2 separate regions of the Mus musculus genome follow, and region 1 is linked to region 2. The links are chromatin contacts, called in public promoter capture Hi-C maps. All regions are on one chromosome and are shown on one strand. The core of a region is the stretch at or near the end of the contact, and the rest is flanking DNA. Distances in the headings are between cores, read along the strand shown.

The links. Promoter capture Hi-C pulls out the DNA fragments that hold promoters and counts their contacts.
Region 1: a promoter capture Hi-C map of embryonic stem cells shows a contact between it and region 2, with 3 times the contacts expected there. The contact joins the promoter of 4930517M08Rik here to the promoter of Cldn20 in region 2. A contact is called at or near these places in 2 of 39 promoter capture datasets (embryonic stem cells and hippocampal neurons).

What each region holds. Positions count from the first base shown.
Region 1 is chr17:4,632,401-4,636,316 of GRCm38.p6, reverse strand. It overlaps 4930517M08Rik (RIKEN cDNA 4930517M08 gene), which reads right to left and starts at 1,337. Exons shown (of 3, transcript NR_130984.1): 1 at 1,200-1,337; 2 at 376-472. It overlaps Gm34259 (a long non-coding RNA gene), which reads right to left. Exons shown (of 3, transcript XR_876346.1): 3 at 2,797-2,854.
Region 2 is chr17:3,530,220-3,534,214 of GRCm38.p6, reverse strand. It overlaps Cldn20 (claudin 20), which reads right to left and starts at 1,661. Exons shown (of 1, transcript NM_001101560.1): 1 at 1,002-1,661. The coding sequence starts at 1,661. The coding sequence ends at 1,002. All of the region lies in intron 5 of Tfb1m (transcription factor B1, mitochondrial), which reads left to right.

The DNA of each region.
Region 1 (3,916 bases), core at 88-2,587, 1.1 Mb before region 2:
CCCAAGTGCTGAGCTCACAGGCACTCGCCACCATGCCTGGTTTGGGAGCTTCTTTCTGAGAGAAGACTCCCTGCTAAATGAATATGACCTCAGACTTGTGGTGGGACATTTCTGATCATAAGGAAGATATGCGGAAAGCAGGTGCTAGGTTTGGGGACCTTCCCTGGAGATAATGGATTTATTATGTTATAAAGTGCTGGGTGTGGTGGCGCATGCCTTTAATCCCTGCACTTGGGAGGCAGAGGCAGGCAGATCTCTGAGTTCGAGGCCAGCCTGGTCTACAGAGTGAGTTCCAGGACAGCCAAGGCTACACAGAGAAACCCTGTCTCGGAAAAAAGAAAAAAAAAAAAAACCCAATAAAGTGCTTTCCCTTACTGGCCTGGTTTCCATTTAGTTTTCCATATTTCCTTCTGTGTTGAAATGTGAAGGATGGAGTGACGGGCCTGTGTTTTTCCTCTTCCACTCTGCCTGCCTTCTAGAACACAGAATGTAAATAGTTTTGTTGTTTGGACAAGTATTAAGACTTAGTAAATATTTTATCAATACCATATACGCTCACTGGGGATGGATGGTAAACAGATCTGTCTGGGCCCACAGAAGACAAGGTGCCAATTCTTGACTCTGGAAGCAGATGCTTCCGTCTGCCCAAGGTTGCCACCTGCCTTATTTCTGGGAGCTTCTTTCTGGGAGTCACCTCTCTTCTACTATTGGAATAGGAATTGTATCTGTGCTCTGCCTCAGATGAGGTGACAAGCTTCCTAGGTGACTAGGCCAAGGTGACTTAAAGCTTGAGTTAAGGTCAGAGGTCCTATGTTAGAAATAGCAGTTATTTTGGTGCCACTTGGTAAACAGTGTTGATAGCAGCCTATCTTCTACCTGATACTAACCTACAGGGTGTTCAAACAAATGGCCTCTTTGCGATTCTCATCAAAATCATTCTAAAAACAAGTTGCCAGAGTACTCGAATTTCAGAACAAAGGTTATAAAAGATACCTTAATCTTTTCTAAATAATTTACTGTGGCCCTTCTGCTTGCCATTCAGTCTCCTGGCTATATTCCAGGGTGCTAACCTAGGGCTTGGATCTTTACATTTTAAATTACTTCATTTACCTGCCACAGGTGAATCCCTGCCCCCTCCACCTTCTACCCTCTTGTTATTCCCCCACTTCTGTCCTCTCTCCTCTTCTTTCCCTCCCTACCTTTTCAGGCAAAGTCTTGCTTAGTAGTTCAGACTGGCCTTGAACTCAGATCCTCTGGAGCACTGGAATTACAGGGTGCATGCTCATGCCTAGCACAGTTCTGGTTTTGTTTTTTTCTCTGAAAATGTTTCTTAGGCCCTTGCCATATTTGAGGCAGTGAGGTCACAAGGATGATGACCTCTAGATGACCTCTGCCCTCAGGCAGTCCTGTCACTATGAGGAGCTGACATATTAAGACTCATGTTCATTTCAAAGTTACAGGTGGGACACACAAGTAGTTGGAGGTTTTACATGGAGGGACTTAGGTTCAATCTAAAAGATTCCTGTGTTTTGAATGTGGGCAATATCTTTAATAGTCCCACATGCAATCTTGAGAGGTTCCTTGGACTTGTAAGAGGTGATGTCTAAGAGGTTCTTGTGTCTTACGGATATGACTTCAAAGGCTTGTTATGTGTTCCTGGTAGCCTGCTAACACAGAATCCCTGTCATTATGTCTGGTGACCTCACTGGAGTGGTGTAGTGCTCCATTTTAAATAGAACCTTCTGCATTTTAAGCTGTGGATGTGTTTTCTCTGTCTAGGTTATCCTTGCTCTTGTGATGTGAAAGGAGAGCTGACTAATATAAGAATGAACGAGTGGTTTGTTATAATCTTGATCTTCTCTCTCCCCTCAAAGACTCATGTGTTCAAGGTTTAATCATCTGCCTGTGGCACTATGGTGGGGTTCTAGAAGCTGCAGGAAGTGGGTCCTTAGGAAAGGAAGTGAGGTCAATGGGGACACACCCTTAAAAGGGGGGTACTGACATTGCATGCCTTGCTTTGCTTCTCGGCTGCCTGGAGGTGAGTGCTTTCCTCTGCTGATCCTTTCCCTTCACTGTGGTACAGTGCCTCTTTACAGGTTCCCAAACCACAGGGCCAGGCAACCTTGGACTGAATCCCCTGAAATCAGTGGGTCAAACAGGTCTTTGCTCTTTTGAGTGATTTAGCTCAGGAACTAAAGCACAGCAAGGGAGTGCTGACTGGTAGTTGGCCTATGAGTAGCAACAGCAGAGGAGGGAATCCCGGGTTCTAACTAGCATTTGAAAAGGAAAGTGAAAATCACACCTTCTGAAAGTGGCAGGGCTGGAGTGTGGGTGGAGGCGGTAGTCTGTAAGTTCTAGGAGCTGAGACTGGGAATTAGTCGCCTGTCCTCAAAATGCAAATGTGTTCTGTGCCCCTGTGTCCAGCCACCTGCCTGTTTCCATTTCCTTCCTACTGTTATAGCAAGTCCTTCCTCTTTGATTGCCTGTGCATCTAGCTCAACAAATACAACAGAATAATATTCCAAAGAATTATATTCAGGTTCTAAGGGAAGTTTTCTTCTAGAAACTAAGTTTGAAGGCTTCAGGAGTCTGTGTAGACCTCCTAACTTTTGCTCACATTTTGTATGATCAAGTGTGGCAGAAAGGAGACCTAAAAAAAAAAAAAAAAAAAAAAAAAAAAAAAAGAAAAGAAAAGAAGAGAAAAGAAAAGAAAAGAAAAGAAACCAAGACCTGCCTGTAATTATTCTTCTCAGGGTCAACTGGAGATACTTATCGCTCAGGGAGAGCTCATGCTTACAGTGTAGGATGAGGAACCAGTGTTTGAAAGCAGTTGGCGATCTTTCTCTGAAGAGAGCTGTAGGAAGCAAGAACATCTTTGTTTTTCTGGCATTGTGGACAGTGGCAAACCCCTTTGAAATAAACCATATCTACTCCCATCCACAGCCTTCCAACTGCATTATATCTATGTTCCAATTCTTGGATAGCCCCTGTTCACTGTAGGTTTAAGACTTTGATGGCTATCAAAGTATCGGAGAACTGTCATAAAGATACCCAGTATCAACATAGCGTGAGTACTACCTCCATTCTGTAAGCTGGCAAGGAGACATGAAAGAAAGAGGAAAGATGATTGACATCAGCAAACAAACACACACCCTGATGAGACCTGGTCTTGGGGTCTTGGAGTTCAATGGAAGAGCTAGAGCCTGTGACAGCAAGAGTGGACTTAGGCTTTAAATGTGAAATGCTTTGTAGACACAACCCCCTTAGTGCATGACAGCCAGCCTCTGAGGAACCTGACAATGTAACTGACCCCATGCCTGTATGACACTGCTTCAGGGGAGTCAAGTTCAAAGAAGGTTGAATGTCTGGCTTCCCCACAGGAACTATCCTTTCTGCAGCCTCTCATAAATACAGCCCAAGTGCAGAGACACTTTGCAGCAAGCTCTCCTCTCATGGCTTTGGCCCTTTCCCTTTCCTCTAAAGAGGAGCCTACTGAAGTCGCATGATACCACTTGGGAGTCAACAATGAGGATGTCACCAAGCTCCAACCAGCCACAGAAACCTGTGGGTGTGGGTGTGGGTGTGTGTGGGTGGGTGAGCTTCAGGATTGTTCTGACCATTTATTTAGACAGCAGTCATTCCATTTATACTTAACTTGTATGAAACATTGTGTGAGGCGCTGCTGAGAGATTAAACATTAAAAGGCATGGTTATTATTTTTTAAACAAAATGAAAAGGGATTTTTTTTTATTCCTTTTGGCAAGAGAATATGCAAATACAAAAATCAGTACCATGCATCCACTCTGATTGAATGTGGATGGCTTTATCTGGCAGAGCTTGCTGGAAGATTTTTTTTTTTTTTTTTTTTTTTTTTAAGGACAGAAGGGAGGCTCTATGGGCAAGGAGTCCATGTATC
Region 2 (3,995 bases), core at 412-2,911:
ACATTCCTTTAAAACTTAATTTACTTGTATTAACTGAAGATGCTCATTTATAAGAGAACAGCAGTGTTTTTGTTAACTTGAATGAATTTTGAGGAAAAAAATACAACTTAAAGGTGACTAAGCTGAGCATAGTGGAGTATGTGTGTAAGCCCAGCACACAGGAGGGAGGCATGTGGCTTATCCGGTAAGACCCAGTCTCAAACACAAGGGACTTACTCAAATAGTGACAAATGTGAGCCATTGGGATGGGATGAATCCAAAGAGTTGGGGAAATGAATGTAATCGTTTTCTGGATGCAGAAGAGGGGTCAGTGCTCAGGTAATTTGAAGCAAGCAGGGCTCTTATTACTCAGCTGGTACTTTAAAAGTGCTATATTTTAGTTTGTGTTTATATTGGATTTTTTGTGCTGCAGTAGCATCTACCAGTTTATTAATTCAATCTAATCTTAATTTGCATATATTATAACACATGAAAATTTGGAATGGAAGTTGGGTCTATGGCTGGATGGCTTGGGTGATATCTGCATGAGTTCTGTTTCTCTTTCCTGGGGTCTCCTCACATCCTGTGGCTTTAAAACAGCAGAATATTCAGACATTGCCCACTAGGGGGCAAAAGTAGGCGATATTCCTGATCAGCACTAAAGGATGTTGATCAAGAACATTTTTATACTTTGCAATTAAAAAAAAGTAATGTAAAAGATATATTAAAAAGTTATCTTTAAAAGTAAACTAATACTGTCATCCATCACTTTATTAGTCTAGTCAGGCCCTCTTTCAGTTACATACTTTAAATAAAACATGAATGCAATAATGGGAAAATAAACGCAAGACAGTAGATATAATTGTATGTGATCGTTTGTTGGCATTTTAAAGTACCTCACAATTTTTTAATATTTTATATTCTCTTAAAGGAAATTAAGCATACATGTGGTTTTTCTCTTCATTCTAATACATTTTGAGCAGGCTCTCAGAGGCCTCACTACCTGTTCATCCCACAGCTCTTTACATGTAATCCTTCAAGTTATGTGCTCGCCTGTTCTTTGGCTGCCAGGTAGTGGAAAGTTTCTGCTTGGGAGGGTAGATCCATGGTTCTTGGTTCTTCTGTATATAAGAAGTGCAGAAAATAACACCAGAGATAAGTAGTAGCATCGCCGAAATAAACCCAATGTACAGGGCTCCTCCAGGTTCATATTTGTGGCTTTCCGGAATGGTCAGATCCAGAAAGTTCGCTATGATCTCCTTGGTGTACCACACTGTTGGGATTAAACCAGAGATCCCTGCAGTGATGAAGCAGACTCCTCCAGCAAAGGAAATTTTACTCTTGGTGTGTGTGTCTCCTCCTAAGTGAGTGCAGTTCATTCCTGCTATCGAAGTACAAATCCCCCAAGCAGACAGAACACAGGCCAGGACCATGGTGGCCCTCGCAGTCTGCACATGGACGGGGAGCGACAGAATGGAGTATTTTAGAGTGCAGCTAAACATCCCAGTGCTGTACCACGTGCAGTCCACCCACAACCCCTGCACCTGGACAACAGCAGTTACAATGTTGGGTCCTGCGTATGCATTAACCTTCCAGTTTGGCAGCAGAGTGGCAGCGAGTACTCCAGACACCCCAGACACGGCCAGGATGAAAGCAAGGAGCTGGAGACCTGCCGAGGCCATGATGTTACTCTTCTGTTCTCCTAGAAGATCTCAGTGGGTAATTGTGGTGTGTGGTCAGATCTGTAGCTATTTCTGTGCAGCTGAGACCCACATAACAAAAGCTATGGAGAGAAGCAAAATTAGGATTGGGGGTGAAGGAAGAATAAGAAAACAAAAAGACTTCACAGGGGAGCCAGGGCACACTGACTAGCATCCTTGCTGCCTGCATGCACAGACATGCACAGAGTGGGAGAGGAGGCTGCGGGCTCATGGTGGACTTGGGGGCTAGCAATCTGCTGAGGGAGCATCACAAGCAGTGCTTGGTTTGTGGTGTGAGTAGAGTCATCCACGGAAGACCCTAAGTGCGCTGAAAATGTCTGCCAAGTAGACATACTCAGGTTAGACACTTCAGATTGCAGCTGTAAACTCTGATGGAGAATTTTGTTAGCATTGTAAACCACATTAAATAGTTTTAAATCATAAGGAACAACCTCAAATCTACCTCCTCCAAATAATTTATAAATATTAGCAAAGGTAACTGAAAAAAGGTTTGAATTAAATCTTTATTCAGCACATACCATGTGTGAGGCTTAAGGAAAATAGAAGGAATTCAAGTTCAGCACAGCCCTTCTGTGGGTTAGCTAGCATTTGTTCCTGGTACTAGCTTACAAAAATGTAAGATCCTTTTTCCTTACCAGTCGAATGCTTCCCAGTCACAATCCAGGGCAAGTGTTCAGAATTACAACTCTAATTCCCTGAATGACTCAGAAACAGGGCCAGAAATAGCCACATTGTTGCCATAGGGAAAATCATAAGATCCCCCTGCCCCTTGTTTTACTTTGTAGCTGGCTTTTAAAAGGCAAAAGTACTTCCTAATCTCCATCTTCACATTCCTGGTCCACCATTGTGCACTCCATCTGATAGTATTTACTACTCTCTCTGGACTGCTGCAACACTGGTGTTTTATAAACTGCTGTGACTGTTGTGATTCTTACACACACTTCAACCCAAAGAGCCTGGAGGTGAATCTTGGTTTATGTCATGTCTCTGGACTTGAGCATCCGTCCAGAAAGTGAGACGTTTGGATTTTTCTTTTCCTTCCTTGAAGTGAGTGAATTAACGTTTTTAGGATCCCAGAGCTGCAGGAAACCTTAGGAAGTCTAGAGTGTGATTGGTTACATCGGTGGACTCAGGTGGAAGCGCCCACACCACAGTCTTCGCTGCTCGGCTGCCTTGCAGCTCGCTCCTGTCTGCTCCTCCCTCCTCTCTTCCTCTGTCCTGACAGAGGCACCTGCCTGCTCCTTCCCTCTCCAGGAAAGCCAAGGCCTGTGTGGGTAACAGATAGGACAAATGGTTTGGCTTTCCTTCTTGCCAAGAGGCTGGTGTGTGGCTTTTGTTAAATACTTAGAGTAACACTAATCCAGGCCTATGTGGAAGTACAAACCTGCCATAGATAGCTGTGTCTCTTAAGACACCAGGTCTTACGATGCTGGATTGAGTTCTGATTTTTTTGGTTTTTTGTTTTTTTGGTTTTTTTTGTTTGTTTGTTTTGTTTTTGGTTTTGGTGGTTTTTCGAGACAGGGTTTCTCTGTGTAGCTCTGGCTGTCCTGGAACACAGTTTGTAGACCAGGCTGGCCTCAAACTCAGAAATCTGCCTGCCTCTGCCTCCCAAGTGCTGGGAGTAAAGGCGTGTGCCCCCACGCCCAGCCGAGTTCTGTTTTGTCAGCCCATGATTTTAAGGAATTACATTCTTGAGTCAGCCGTGTACCAGCTTGATGATCTTGGGACTTAATCTGCAGGGGGCGAGCAGTTTAGTTCTTTTGTTCCCCAGATGTCCCAGCTATAACCAAAACAGAAGGAAAGTTAAGAGCCTGCAGGGAGGAGCAAGCTCGTGTATCTACAGTTCTTACCAGCTCTTGTGAGTTCAGGCGTCAGTCTGTGAAACTGCCTCACAGACTTATTTCCAGCCCAGGAGGCTCCAGTAGTTGGGATCAGTGTCAACACTGCCTGAAGATCATCTTGCTGTTTGCCTGATGGAATAACTTACATGTTGATCTATCTATATCCACCTTTACTATTAGAACTCTCTTTCAATCAAACAATACATTTCCTAAATGTATAAGTACATTTTGGTGTCGTAGAGATCAGTAAGAAGTCAGTTGTCAAAATTAGCAAGTCCGGGCAGCAATTAATTGCAGTCAGGCAAAAGCAAGTAAATATTAAGACATTGCATCTCTAGTTAGCACAGGACTTGGTTCGTGCACAGGGTGTCTGGACTTCACATCCTTCTTGTGCATAGAGAATTATGAAAGAAAGAAAGAAAGAAAGTTGTGTAAAAAGGTTGAGGCTCACGTC